Linked DNA regions of Sus scrofa: region 1 is linked to region 2. Evidence: chromatin contacts called from public Hi-C data. All regions are on one chromosome and are shown on one strand. Each heading gives the region's core, a stretch centred on a gene start, on an enhancer-like site or on the middle of the called end of the contact. The rest is flanking DNA. Distances are from core to core; before and after follow the strand shown.

The links. Hi-C and Micro-C count contacts between places; a contact is called where the count stands out from the background.
Region 1: a Hi-C map of liver shows a contact between it and region 2, with 6 times the contacts expected there. The contact joins the promoter of TAAR4 here to the promoter of VNN1 in region 2. A contact is called at or near these places in 2 of 47 Hi-C or Micro-C datasets (embryonic fibroblasts and liver).

The regions. Positions count from the first base shown.
Region 1 is chr1:31,091,439-31,097,560 of Sscrofa11.1, forward strand. TAAR4 (trace amine-associated receptor 4) reads left to right here and starts at 4,634. Exons shown (of 1, transcript XM_001924894.4): 1 at 4,634-5,536. The coding sequence starts at 4,634. The coding sequence ends at 5,536.
Region 2 is chr1:31,000,947-31,006,803 of Sscrofa11.1, forward strand. It overlaps VNN1 (vanin 1), which reads left to right and starts at 2,392. Exons shown (of 8, transcript NM_214133.1): 1 at 2,392-2,624; 2 at 4,378-4,508. The coding sequence starts at 2,412.

The DNA of each region.
Region 1 (6,122 bases), core at 3,384-5,883, 93 kb after region 2:
ATGGCTTAATGGATGATAAAATTATCAACATAAATTACTTGAAACTGAGTGTTTGGAACTACGGGGCACTATTGGATACATCCTCTAGGGATCATGAAAATACCCAGGTGGGATGGACGTTTTCAGTTTTCACTTGGTTCTTTTGAAACATGATTCTTACGGCTTTCTGTTTGGGCGAAGAGAATTATAGACGGAAAGCACCACGATGCGACTGCCCATCACTGACTTGTGCACGGTGGCAACACGAGCAGATACAAATTTTCACAGGCATTAAAGAACTCCCTGTTTGAAAACATCTAGCATTTGGTAATGAGTACAGCGAGCCTTCTTTGGCTTTTAACTACATTCTCCCCTTCCCTCCCACCTTTGCCTTCTCCATGTCATTTTTTTATTCTCCACTTTGCCCCTGTGTGAGGCTAGTCCATGCTGTCCCTATGAAGTCATGGGGACGATGGCACAAAACTGACTGATTCTCTTGGAGCTAATTCTCTGGTGACTTGATAGACCCTTTGGGCTGACAGCACATTGAAGTTATTAAAGAATCTGCCCAAAGCAGGACACAGATAATGCAGCCTCAGGAGGCATATTTTGTGTTTAAATACTGATGAGAACACAGCCTGCTAGGAGCCTACCCCTAAGAGCTGGAGCCTAAGTGCCTTTTCTGGGGGGACATCAGCAGGGAAGAGAGTGGTGAAGGGTCATCCTCACTCTCGGGGTAAAAAACCTTTGCACAACAGGTAAGTCACTTCTCAATGATTTTAGCTCCAAATCACCAAATTCTGGTAAACCAAAGGAGAATATATTAAGAGGGAAAAGATCAGGTTGATTGAGTGATTGATTTCATATTGAACGGAACCAAACTTAATAGAGTGATCTACAAAAATAAACCTGGATCATTTTTTAAAAATCACTGAAATTCTAAAGAGGCAACTATAGAAAGACCCGCAGCAGATCTTTCTTACATCTAATTCACAAGTCAGTTCTTTTGTGTGTGTGTGAGTGTGCGTGTGTGTGTGCTTTTTAGGAGGTCACACCTGCGGCACATGGAAGTTCCCAGCCTAGGGGTTAAATCCCAGCTGCGGGCACCACAGCACAGCAATGCCAGATCCAAGCCATGTCTGCAACCTACGACCTACACCACAGCTCATGGTAACACCGGATCCCCAACCTACTAAGTGGGGCCGGGGCTCTAACCCGCATCCTCATGGATACTAGTCAGGTTCTTTTCTGCTGAGCCACAGTGGGAACTCCCACAAGTAATTTCTTTTATCAGGGAAATTATTGTTCAGTGAGATGTGTCAGAGCAAGATAAATATCATTGCTTTCAGAGAGACAGTCTCAGAGGCGAAGTGTTTGAGCTTTGTAACCAGTAAGCAGAGAAATATCACGCCCAGAAAAGCAAGTGGAATGAGTTCTCTCCTCATTTTTTCCACTTTGTTTGCAATATATTATTGACCTTATTGGATGTGTTCCTTCTTATTTGAGGAAAATGCATACATATTCATAGAATTTTAGAGATTTAATACTTGAGGAAAAACTATCAAGTAATTTCTTTTCCATTTTTTCTTGAAATTCTGAGGAACTTTTACATTTCCAAAATCATTATTTCGGAGTCCTTGTGTCTGTTGACCTACTCTGTAATTTTTTTCCCTGAAAGAACTAAACTTGAACTTAAAAATAATGCATTTTTTGCTGCTCTCTAGAACTGCTAGCAAATGTTACTTTTTACCTCCCGGCAAAATTTACAATTTTTCTATGCTTTCATTAGATCATTGTTTGCAGTGTTGTCATTAATTTGGTCCTTTGTTGAAATGTTATTGCTAAAAAGAAAAAAGGCATAACCAGAACATCCCGTGAGAAAAGTGAGATTTCACAGAGGTTTTAAGTTTATTTTATTAAAAAATTACTGTATCATTTTGGGAGATGAATCTTCAAAGGAAAGGAATCTATTCTATTAAGTTTTTAAAGTTAAACAAACAAAATTCCAAGTGCATTTAATTTCATGACAATCTCCTCTTTTAACAAAGCAATAAACCTGTAGTGACGTTTGCATTTGCCCACTTGTTTTTATAACTTTTGGCTAAGAGTTTAAGATAAAGGCATTAAAGTACCATTATTCTTAACATTCCCTTAACAAATCACCCATTAATAACTTTTAAAATAAATGTGTCTTACTCTATCCTTTTGTTTTAATCTAACACCTAAACATTATTCACTAAAACATTATATATATAACCATTCATCATAAACATACAATAATATTATTAATCTCTAGCAGCCATTTCATATCATGTCTTCCAAAAAAATAAAATAAAAATAAATAAATCTCACTTTACAAACCTAAGAGATTAAATTATAATCAATGCTTTCAGGGATAAAGTTTTCAAAAATGAAACTTAAAACTCCAAAAATTTTACCAAGAAATATTGAAGACGATACTATTTTTATTAGGAATGTTTCATCTTCAGATAAGTGAGAAATACTTAAGCTATTTTGTGGTAATTAGCTATCTTTCAAGATAATTTTTAAAATAGTGAATGAGGGAGTTCCTGTTGTGGCTCAGCAGTAACGAACCCAACTAGTAACCATGAGGATGTGAGTTTGATCCCTGGCCTCTCTCAGTGGATTAAGACCGGCATTGCTGTGGCTGTGGTGTAGGCCAGTGGCTACAGCTCCGATTTGACACCTAGCCAGGGAACCACCTTATGCCACAGGTGTGGCCCTAAAAAGACAATAAATAAATAAATAAATAAATAAATAAAATGAAAGAAAAATGTAACTAAAAAAGTAAAAGAAGTTAAAAAGCAGAATAAAGTTAATTTATTAAAGAAGGTAGTTAAGTGTTTAAGATTTCATTCTATTCAGCATGTTAGAGCCTAGGAACCAAAGTGAAAAGTAATGAAATAATTCGTGCTATGTTTTCCAAAAAAGATAGTCTGCAGTGTATAAAGCAGTTGAAGAAGTCGTTGCCGCTCTTACATTTTGCTCTCTGTTGTAGTTTCTCAAGTTCAAGTCAATTGTATAATACTTGATTGGTATAGTTAAAATATATCTTAAGAACAATGCTACACTGTGGCATATGGAATGATTGGCCAACAGGGACCTGCTGTACAGCACAGGGAACTCTACCCAATATTCTGTGATAATCTATATGGGAAAAGAATCTGAAAAAGAATGGATGTGTGTATATTTATAACTGTATCACTTTATTGTACAGCATAAATTATCACAACATTACAAATCAACTATATTTCAATAACATTTTTAAAAATGGGAAAAAACTATGCTGATATGAGAACTTAAATCACTACACCCAGAGCAAATAAAATGTGACATAACATTAAGATTTCAAATTATACTCATCGGGAAAAATTGCTGAGTCTAGTAGCAAATACTGTTAAGTATTATTTTTAAGGTACGTGTACTCTCATTAATATCTTTCCCAAGTAAATCTGGCAAGGACATGCTTGTGGGAGCATTTTCTCAACAGACCAGGGAGATTTAATCTATTCTCAGGCCAAAGTCCACTCTCCAACCTGGCCTTAGATCTCACTAATGCTTGCCATTGGTCATCAGATTGTTTTTCCAGTCCTGGCCCTGGAAAAACAAATCACACCCATGTCATACTCTGGGTGAGTCAGTCCATTATTTTCACATTTTAAGGACAACAGCATAAGTTATATAAAGTGATAGCCTAAACAACGAGCACTCCATATGTCCAATTTGTTACCAGTGTGAGATTTGGAACCTGTGGACAAGATGTCTTCACCCTGAATTTGGGTTCATAAATAAATGCAGCTGCCAAATGAAAGGGGATAATCCAGGAGAATTATCCAAGCTATCATTTGAGATATTTCTCCCCCTTTTTTTAGATAATTCCTGTATAATGGTGTAGGCTTTATCATATTTTAGTTTATGTATATTGCTCTAAATCCTAAAATCTCTACTGTCACAATGAGAGAAAACTATTTCCCTAAAGAGTAAGTATTAAGTGGCAGGACCCAAAACATTTTAAAATATCCACAAGTGCAATTAAAAAAAAGAAGCACAGTCTTTAGATACTAAGTATCAGGTAAGCTGAACATTGCATAACTGTTCCCCAGGTCCTGGTAATTTTGAGGGGCTTTCATCCAGCAAATTCATTAATACAGGTGGGACAGGGGAAAATCATGATCTGACTAGGGTTTCAGTATCCTGAGTAAGGACTACGCATTAGTACAATCAGAACCTGCACTTACCTGGATTACTCGGGTGGTTTAACTGGGTTACTTAGACGTTGGGTGATAATATTTATTCAGTTGTCTTTAGTCTCTTCTTAGTCAAGGGATGGTCCTTAGAATAACATCATTGGTATCTTCCAAAAGCTGGTGAGAAATGCAAACTCTCAGTTCCCACCCCAGAAATGGAATGTATGTTTTGAAAAGACCTCTAGGTGATTGATGTATACATAAAAGTTGGGAAGCAGTGCTGGCAGTCGTAAGAGAGTTCAACCTGGAATTGAAAATGTAGCTAGCAGGGCCTCTATGAAAAGTTGCACAGCCCCTGATTTTTATTGTTTTTCCTCTTTCTTTCACAGAAAGAAAGGAACACACTACTTTTGCCAAAGATTCATATTACCCAGGAGACAAATAGGATGAATTCACCGGATCTTTGGAACGCCCCAGAAATACAGCTTTGCTTTGCTCTGGCCAACAATTCGTGTGCTAGAAATGTGAGGTCTGGACTGAGTGTTGGTGCCATGTACATTGTCATGATTGGTGCCATAGTGATGACCATGCTGGGCAACCTGGCTGTGATTCTTTCCATTGCCTACTTCAAGCAGCTTCACTCCCCCACCAACTTCCTGATCCTCTCCATGGCCATCACTGACTTCTTGCTGAGCTGTGTGGTCATGCCCTTTAGCATGATCAGGTCCATTGAGTCCTGCTGGTACTTTGGTGATCTCTTTTGCAAAGTCCACAGCTGCTGTGACATCATGCTCTGTACCACCTCCATTTTTCACCTCTGCTTCATCTCGGTGGACCGCTACTATGCTGTTTGTGACCCTTTATGTTATGTCACCAAAATTACCATCCCTGTCATAGGGGTCTTTCTACTCATCAGTTGGTCTGTTCCCATCCTCTTTGCCTTTGGCCTGGTATTCTCAGAATTAAACATAATTGGTGCAGAAGACTTTGTTGCAGCCACTGACTGCACAGGCTTGTGTGTGTTGATATTTAATAAGCTCTGGGGGGTGCTGGCCTCCTTTATAGCCTTCTTTCTCCCTGGGACAGTAATGGTGGGGATTTACGCACACATTTTCACTGTAGCCAGGAAGCATGCTAAACAAATTGGCACAGGTTCTATGATGAACCAGATTGTGTCAACAAGCAAAAGGAAGGCATCAACCATAAAAGGAAGCAAGGCCACCAAGACTTTAAGTATAGTCATGGGGGTATTTGTGTTGTGCTGGCTCCCCTTTTTTATCTTGACGGTCATAGACCCTTTTATCAGTTTTACAACTCCTGAAGATTTGTACAATGTCTTCCTCTGGTAGGTTATTTCAATTCCACTTTCAACCCCATTATATATGGCATGTTTTATCCTTGGTTTCGCAAGGCATTAAGGATGATTGTCTCAGGCATGATCTTCTGCCCTGACTCTTCCACCCTAAGCTATTTCCTGTGCATACTTAGGCAATGATCTTCATTCTCTAAAATCCTTTCCTGCTAGAAATCTTGGATGTTCTTTCCCCTTAGAGGTGGGAGCACGGATTGACTAGATAAGGATATTCTTCCAGTTGGTGTAATAGATACTAAGAAGAATCAATAGACATGGCCTGGATAAACGAGAGTTACCAAAGTGGTCAATTTCTGGGGTTCTGGGGAAGGGGCTCCAATTAAAAGAAACTCTCTCCCAAAACTGGCTGATAGCTGTATTTCTAAAATTAGAGGTTTAGAATTCCACTTGTCAGCATAACTCAGATAGGGATCTCCTTTTTTTTCTTATAAACCTCAGAAGAAGAGACACACTTGATCATCACATTCATGATAGCCATGTAGAGTTTCTCTAAATCTTTCCTGAGATTGTTGTTACGTTTTAGCAGAGTTGGGAGAGCTTGAGAACACTGGGAGGCTGAGGTA
Region 2 (5,857 bases), core at 1,142-3,641:
CTGCCGAGGACTCAGACAGTGAAAAGCCTTGGGCTTTTTGTTTAGCTGCCCCACCCTGCCTTTTCCTCTCTATAAAAGCATTCTCCTTCCCTTGCCTTGTCGAGGCTCACCGTGGTTGCAGCTCCTGAATGGCAATTCTCTGTTGATGCCAAGTAAGCCCACCTTTGCTGGAAAAATAGCTGGTAGCGTGTTTCAGGTCAGCATCCTTGCGAGGTGTGTGTATCCCCATTTGCCTGGGACTGGAAAGCCTGAAGGGGGTCAGTTAGCAGAGGAGGCTGGATGTAGGAAGACTGAACAAACATGGTCTCTTGGTTACTTTGGCAGCCACAGAATAAATTTGCTATAGTACTGAAGTAAAAAAAAAAAAATTTTGGATCTCCCTTCGTGGCTCAGTGGTTAACAAACCCCACTAGGGTCCATGAAGATTCGGGTTCGATCCCTGACCTCGCTCAGTGGGTTAACCATCCGGTGTTGCCATGAGCTATGGTGGAGGTTGCAGATGCTGCTCAGATCTGGCATTGCTGTGGCTGTGGTGTAGGCCAGCGGCTGCAGCTCCAATTCGACCCCTAGCCTGGGAACTTTCATATGCTGAGAGTGTGACCCAAAAAAGCAAAAAGCAAAAAAAAAAAAAAAAAATCAGACATACTCATTTACAAATGGAGCTATAAAGATGCCATCCTAAGCGAAATCTCCAAATGAATGATCATAAACACCAATTCTCTAAATCTGAAAATATGTAGTACTTAATTCACAAATAAAATGAAATTTACTCTTTATTCCAGGCCATAATCTGTGAGCTCTTCCTCTATTTTTTATTATTTCCCTCTCTTCTCTTTCCCTCTTGTTCTCCCTCTCATTATTATTTTTTTTTAAACAGTCACACTCATGGCCAGAAATTCTGGCCACACATTCTGGCCAGAGATCAAAACCAAGTCCTCATGGATACTATTTGGGTTCGTTACCACTGAGCCACAAGTGGAACTCCAGCCCCAGTCCTGTTTTGAGCAAGGGACCCTGGGCTGGAGGCACCCAGCTAAGCTTTCCCTGGATTCCTGACTCACAGAAAATGTTAGATAATCTATACCGGCTGTTGGAAGCCGCTACTTTTGGAGGGTGATTTTTTACATAGGAATAGACAACTAGTAACCCTTTTATATTCCCCCTTGTCCTGGCTTCCTCATTTTGAGGAAACTAAAGTGAACAAAGTATGAAGCTCAAAGAGTCACCTGAGGATAGTAATAATCATTTAAAAATTGAAAAGTTATTTATTCTTCAAATTACATACATTGCCATGGGTTGAAGTTCTAAAATGTATAAATTCTAGAAAGTCATATGTTTTCAAGTCCTAACCACCTGTACCTCAGAACTTATTTGGAGATAAGATCATTTCAGATATAATTAGTTCAGATGAGGTCAGAACAGAGTCAGGTGGGAACTAAACCCATTGTCTGGTGTCCTTAAAAATAAAGGAAGTTTGGACCCAGATGTGCACACAGGGAGAAGACAGCCAAATGCAGAGGCATGAACAGGTCTTTCCCAAACAGCCCTTAGGAAGAAGCAACACTGCTGACTCCTCTTCTGAATTTCTAGCTTCCAGAATTGCAAGACAGTACATTTCTGTTGTTTAAGCCACCCAGTGTGTTGTACTTTTTTAGGACAACCCTAGCAAATGGTCATACATGCATTTTCATATTTGATCCTTACGAACCCCTGCAAAAAAGGGAAGTTCATTTGTTACATAATATCTGTTTACATACACATGTCTATGATGTAAAACCATGAGACTTTCTTTTTAAAAAAAAATTGAAGTGTAGTTGATTTGCAATGTTGTGTTTGTTTCAGGTGTACAGCAAAGTGACTCAGATACACACACAAACACACACATATATATTCTTTTTCAAAGTCTTTTCCCTTATAGTTTTTTTTTGTTGTTTTTTTTTTTTTTTGTTTTGTTTTTTTTTATCTTTTTAGGACTGCAGCCACAGCATATGGAAGTTCCCAGGCTAGGGGTCCAATCGGAGCTACAGCTGCTGGCCTATGCCACAGCCACGGCGATGCTAGATTCAAGCTGCATCTGCGACCTACACCACAGCTCATGGTAATGCCAGATCCTTAACCCATTAAGCGAGGCCAGGGATTGAACCTGCGTCCTCATGGACACCAGTCAGATTTGTTTCCCCTGAGCCACAGCAGGAACTCCTTTTCCCTTATAGATTTTTACAAGATATTGAGTATAGGTCCTTGTGCTGTGCAGTAGCTCCTTGTTAGTTTTCATCCAGCTTTCTTCAAGTGAGCTTTTGTCCTTTATTTTCAAAGTACTAAGTTCTAGGAACCACGTGATTTATTGCGTTTTCACTCTATAAATATCAGGGCTTGTTCTCTTTGTTTTTCAGCAACTGTTGGACTTCAGCATGATCACATCTCCGTTGCTGGCTTATGTGGCGATTCTGTTTTTGTGTGTCTTAAAAGCCAGCTCCCTGGATACCTTTATCGCCGCTGTTTATGAACATGCAGTGATATTGCCTGATGCCCCCCTCACACCAGTATCCCATGAAGAGGCTTTGATGTTAATGAACCGCAATCTGGATCTTTTGGAGGGCGCAATCATGTCAGCAGCAAAGCAGGTACAATTTCTTGAGTGTGCTGGCTTCTAGGTAGAGAGAGGGTGGGGTCTGATGAGACCGAATCACCGTCGAGGTCGGTTCAACTTTTGAATGACATATGTGTCAGGAGAGCCGAGACCTTACTTTACAATCAGAGTCCTCCTTCCCAGTTCTTAGAGCCAGAACATTATCATGCATCTCTAATAGTGAAAGCAAAACATTTAGAAAAGGACGGCTTGGTGATGATTAAGTGGCAACAGATCTTTGAGGAACTGGCTGTAAATTCAACAATTTTGTTGCTCTTTTCTGCTACAGATGGAGGGTAGAGGATAAGTGGGTCAGGGATCAGTTATATTCTTCGAGTATTAGTAGCCTCAGTGTATTTTTTTTTTTTTATCTTGAGAGTTTGTAGGTTTGGTTACTTAATATGTAACACCAAAGCAATGAAACTTAAGTCGCAGATGAACACTATGTACTATATACTTCACACTCACTTTATTCTAATTACGAGACAGAAGTATATCCGTTAATACGTGGTAAGTCCTTGAGCTGAAAGAGGCATTAAGTGTGTGATTTGAATGAATACGGTTTAAATAAGCTATTTGTAGATCAGGTAAAGATGAGGATAATAGGAAGTCTGATGAGAGTCGTGGATATGTGCACAGACCATACATCTATCAACATACATTCTTCTACATACAAAGAAATAAAAGGCTGTTGAGAAGCCTGAGATTCTGGAGTTCCCGTTGTGGTGCAGTGGAAATGAATCTGACTAGTATCCATGAGGACATGGGTTTGATCCCTGGCCTCACCCAGTAGGTTCAGGATCTGGCATTGCTGTGAGCTGTGGTGTAGGCTGCAGATGGCAGCTTGGATCCTGTATTGCTGTGGTTGTGGTGCAGACTGGCAGCTGTGACTCCAATTCGACCCCTAGCCTGAGAACGTCTGTATGCCTCTGGTGTGGCCCTAAAAAGCAAAAAGCAGAAAAAAAAAAAAATAGAATTCTGAGATGCTGGAGTTCCTGCTGTGGCTCTGTGGTATCAACAGCATCTCTGCAGCACTGGGACACAGGCACAGTGGGTTAGGGATCCCCTGTTGAGGCAGCTGAAGCCTAGGTTGCAACTGCAGCTCGGATCTAATCCCAGGCATGGGAACTTCATATGCCCCGGGAGGCCAAAAAAGAAAAGGAAAGAATAAAAAAAGAATTCTGAGATTCTTTTTCATCTTTAGTCCAAGTATTTTCTCGAAGGCCACACAGCAGCTTTCAGGGTGATTCTCCACCAAAGGCACCCAGGTGAGCTCAGGTTGTACCTCTGGGCCTGGCACCCTTCAGGTAACTGTCTGAGCCCCCTTCTGAGAAGCAGGAATCATACTTTCCAGATATGAGGCAGGGAAGGCTGGAGTGAAGGTGTGAGTTATAAATCAGTCCTGACACACTCGGGCACAACAGTTTGACCAAAGGTCAGGGAGGGGGTTTATTTGTGAAGAGCTAGGTTTATAGTTAACAGCTGAGGTGGGAGGCAAGCCTGTGTGTAGCCTGAAAAAATATTAATGCCTACCAAAGAATGAAAACGTTGCATAGAAAGGATGCCTGTGGAATTTGAAAATGAAAGTGGTTGGGGAAAGAAAATAAATTACAAAAATAGAAAGCAAAAGGAAAAAAAAAAAACACTCCTGCATGTTTATGTCTCAACCATTCACATCCTTCCACCAGCTTTCTCTTTGATTGTTGGCGTCTTTGAAAAGTCTTTTGATTTAGCTTTATTTTTAACAGGGTGCACATATTATTGTGACTCCAGAAGATGGTGTTTACGGCTTTTTCTTCAGCAGGGAATCTATTTACTCATACTTAGAGGACATCCCAGAGCCTCACGTGAACTGGATCCCTTGTACCAATCCCAACAGGTAAAGAAACATGTGAAAATTTGCTCATGAACATGAACTTACTTTTTCTGGGAAAACTTGGTAGATGATCACTGAATAAGATCCACTCTCACCTCTAAGTTTCAAGATAGTTTTATTATTTTTATCTCCTACAGATAATGTTTATTAGGAAAGTGACTATGAATTATGAAATCATAGCCATCAGTGCTATAAGGTAACAAAGAATTCATCAAATTCAATGTGAATTTCCATTGAGGGAGTGAATCTGGAGAGATGATAGCATGGCCTGGTCAGGGTCACAGTGGTTGGTTGGAAGAAGGATCTTACCCAAACTCTACTCTTCTGACTCCTTACCAGTGAACAAAATTGTTTCCCTAGGTGGTCTGTACTTTTAAAACTGTGCGAGAGAATAGTAAAACAGTCAAGTGTCAGTTTAGGACTGAAGTTTTTCTTTCACATCAATAAGATATGGGTGAGATTCATGTGTATGAAATTCTCAAAGCTTAAAGTGATAATTGAGGCGAGATAGCAGAACAACGTCAAGTGGTTTAAATCAAACCTGGGATAAGAAATATGAAGTCTGATAAAAAGTAGCACTATTACTTTTATGGAATCCAGAGTTCCTGCTGTGGCTCAGTGGTTAACAAATCCGACTAGGAACAATGAGGTTGTGGATTCGGTCCCTGGCCTTGCTCAGTGGGTTAAGGATCTGGCGTTGCCATGAGCTGTGGTGTGGGTCGCAGACGAGGCTCGGATCTCGTATTGCTGTGGCTGCTGGCATAGGCCAGCAGCTACAGCTCCAATGAGACCGCTAGCCTGGGAACTTCCATATGCTGCAGGTGCGGCCCTAGAAAAAGACAAAAAAAAAAAAAAAAAAAAAAAAGTAGCACTATTACTTTCAATATAAGCAAAACAATACATACCTTATACATTCAAGGGAACTGTGTCAGTTAACTCACTTGCCAAATGCTCTATTGCTAAAATTGTTGGAATTCCTCATTTGGAACTGCTCTCAAAACCATGTAAACTAACAACTATATTTGCTTGTAGAGACACCTTGGTTTTAACAAAGTTCAGTATATTGCATCTTTATCATCTACTTTATATTTCATTGTATTGTCATTATTTCTTATTTAACCACATCCCAAGCCAGAGCTTCAGTCTAAAGGGCAAGCACCCTATTATCACTTCCATGATGAAGTGGCTTTGTTTCTGAATGACCTTCCTCTAGAACCAACTTCCCGGGGCCTTCTGAAAATCCCCATCAGGGTGATTCATCTGTTCCACTTCAAGAAGTCTGGTAGCCTTTCTTCCATTCTTCCATCAACTAATGGTATCTCCATACCTTGTATTCACTTAGTTGACCAATT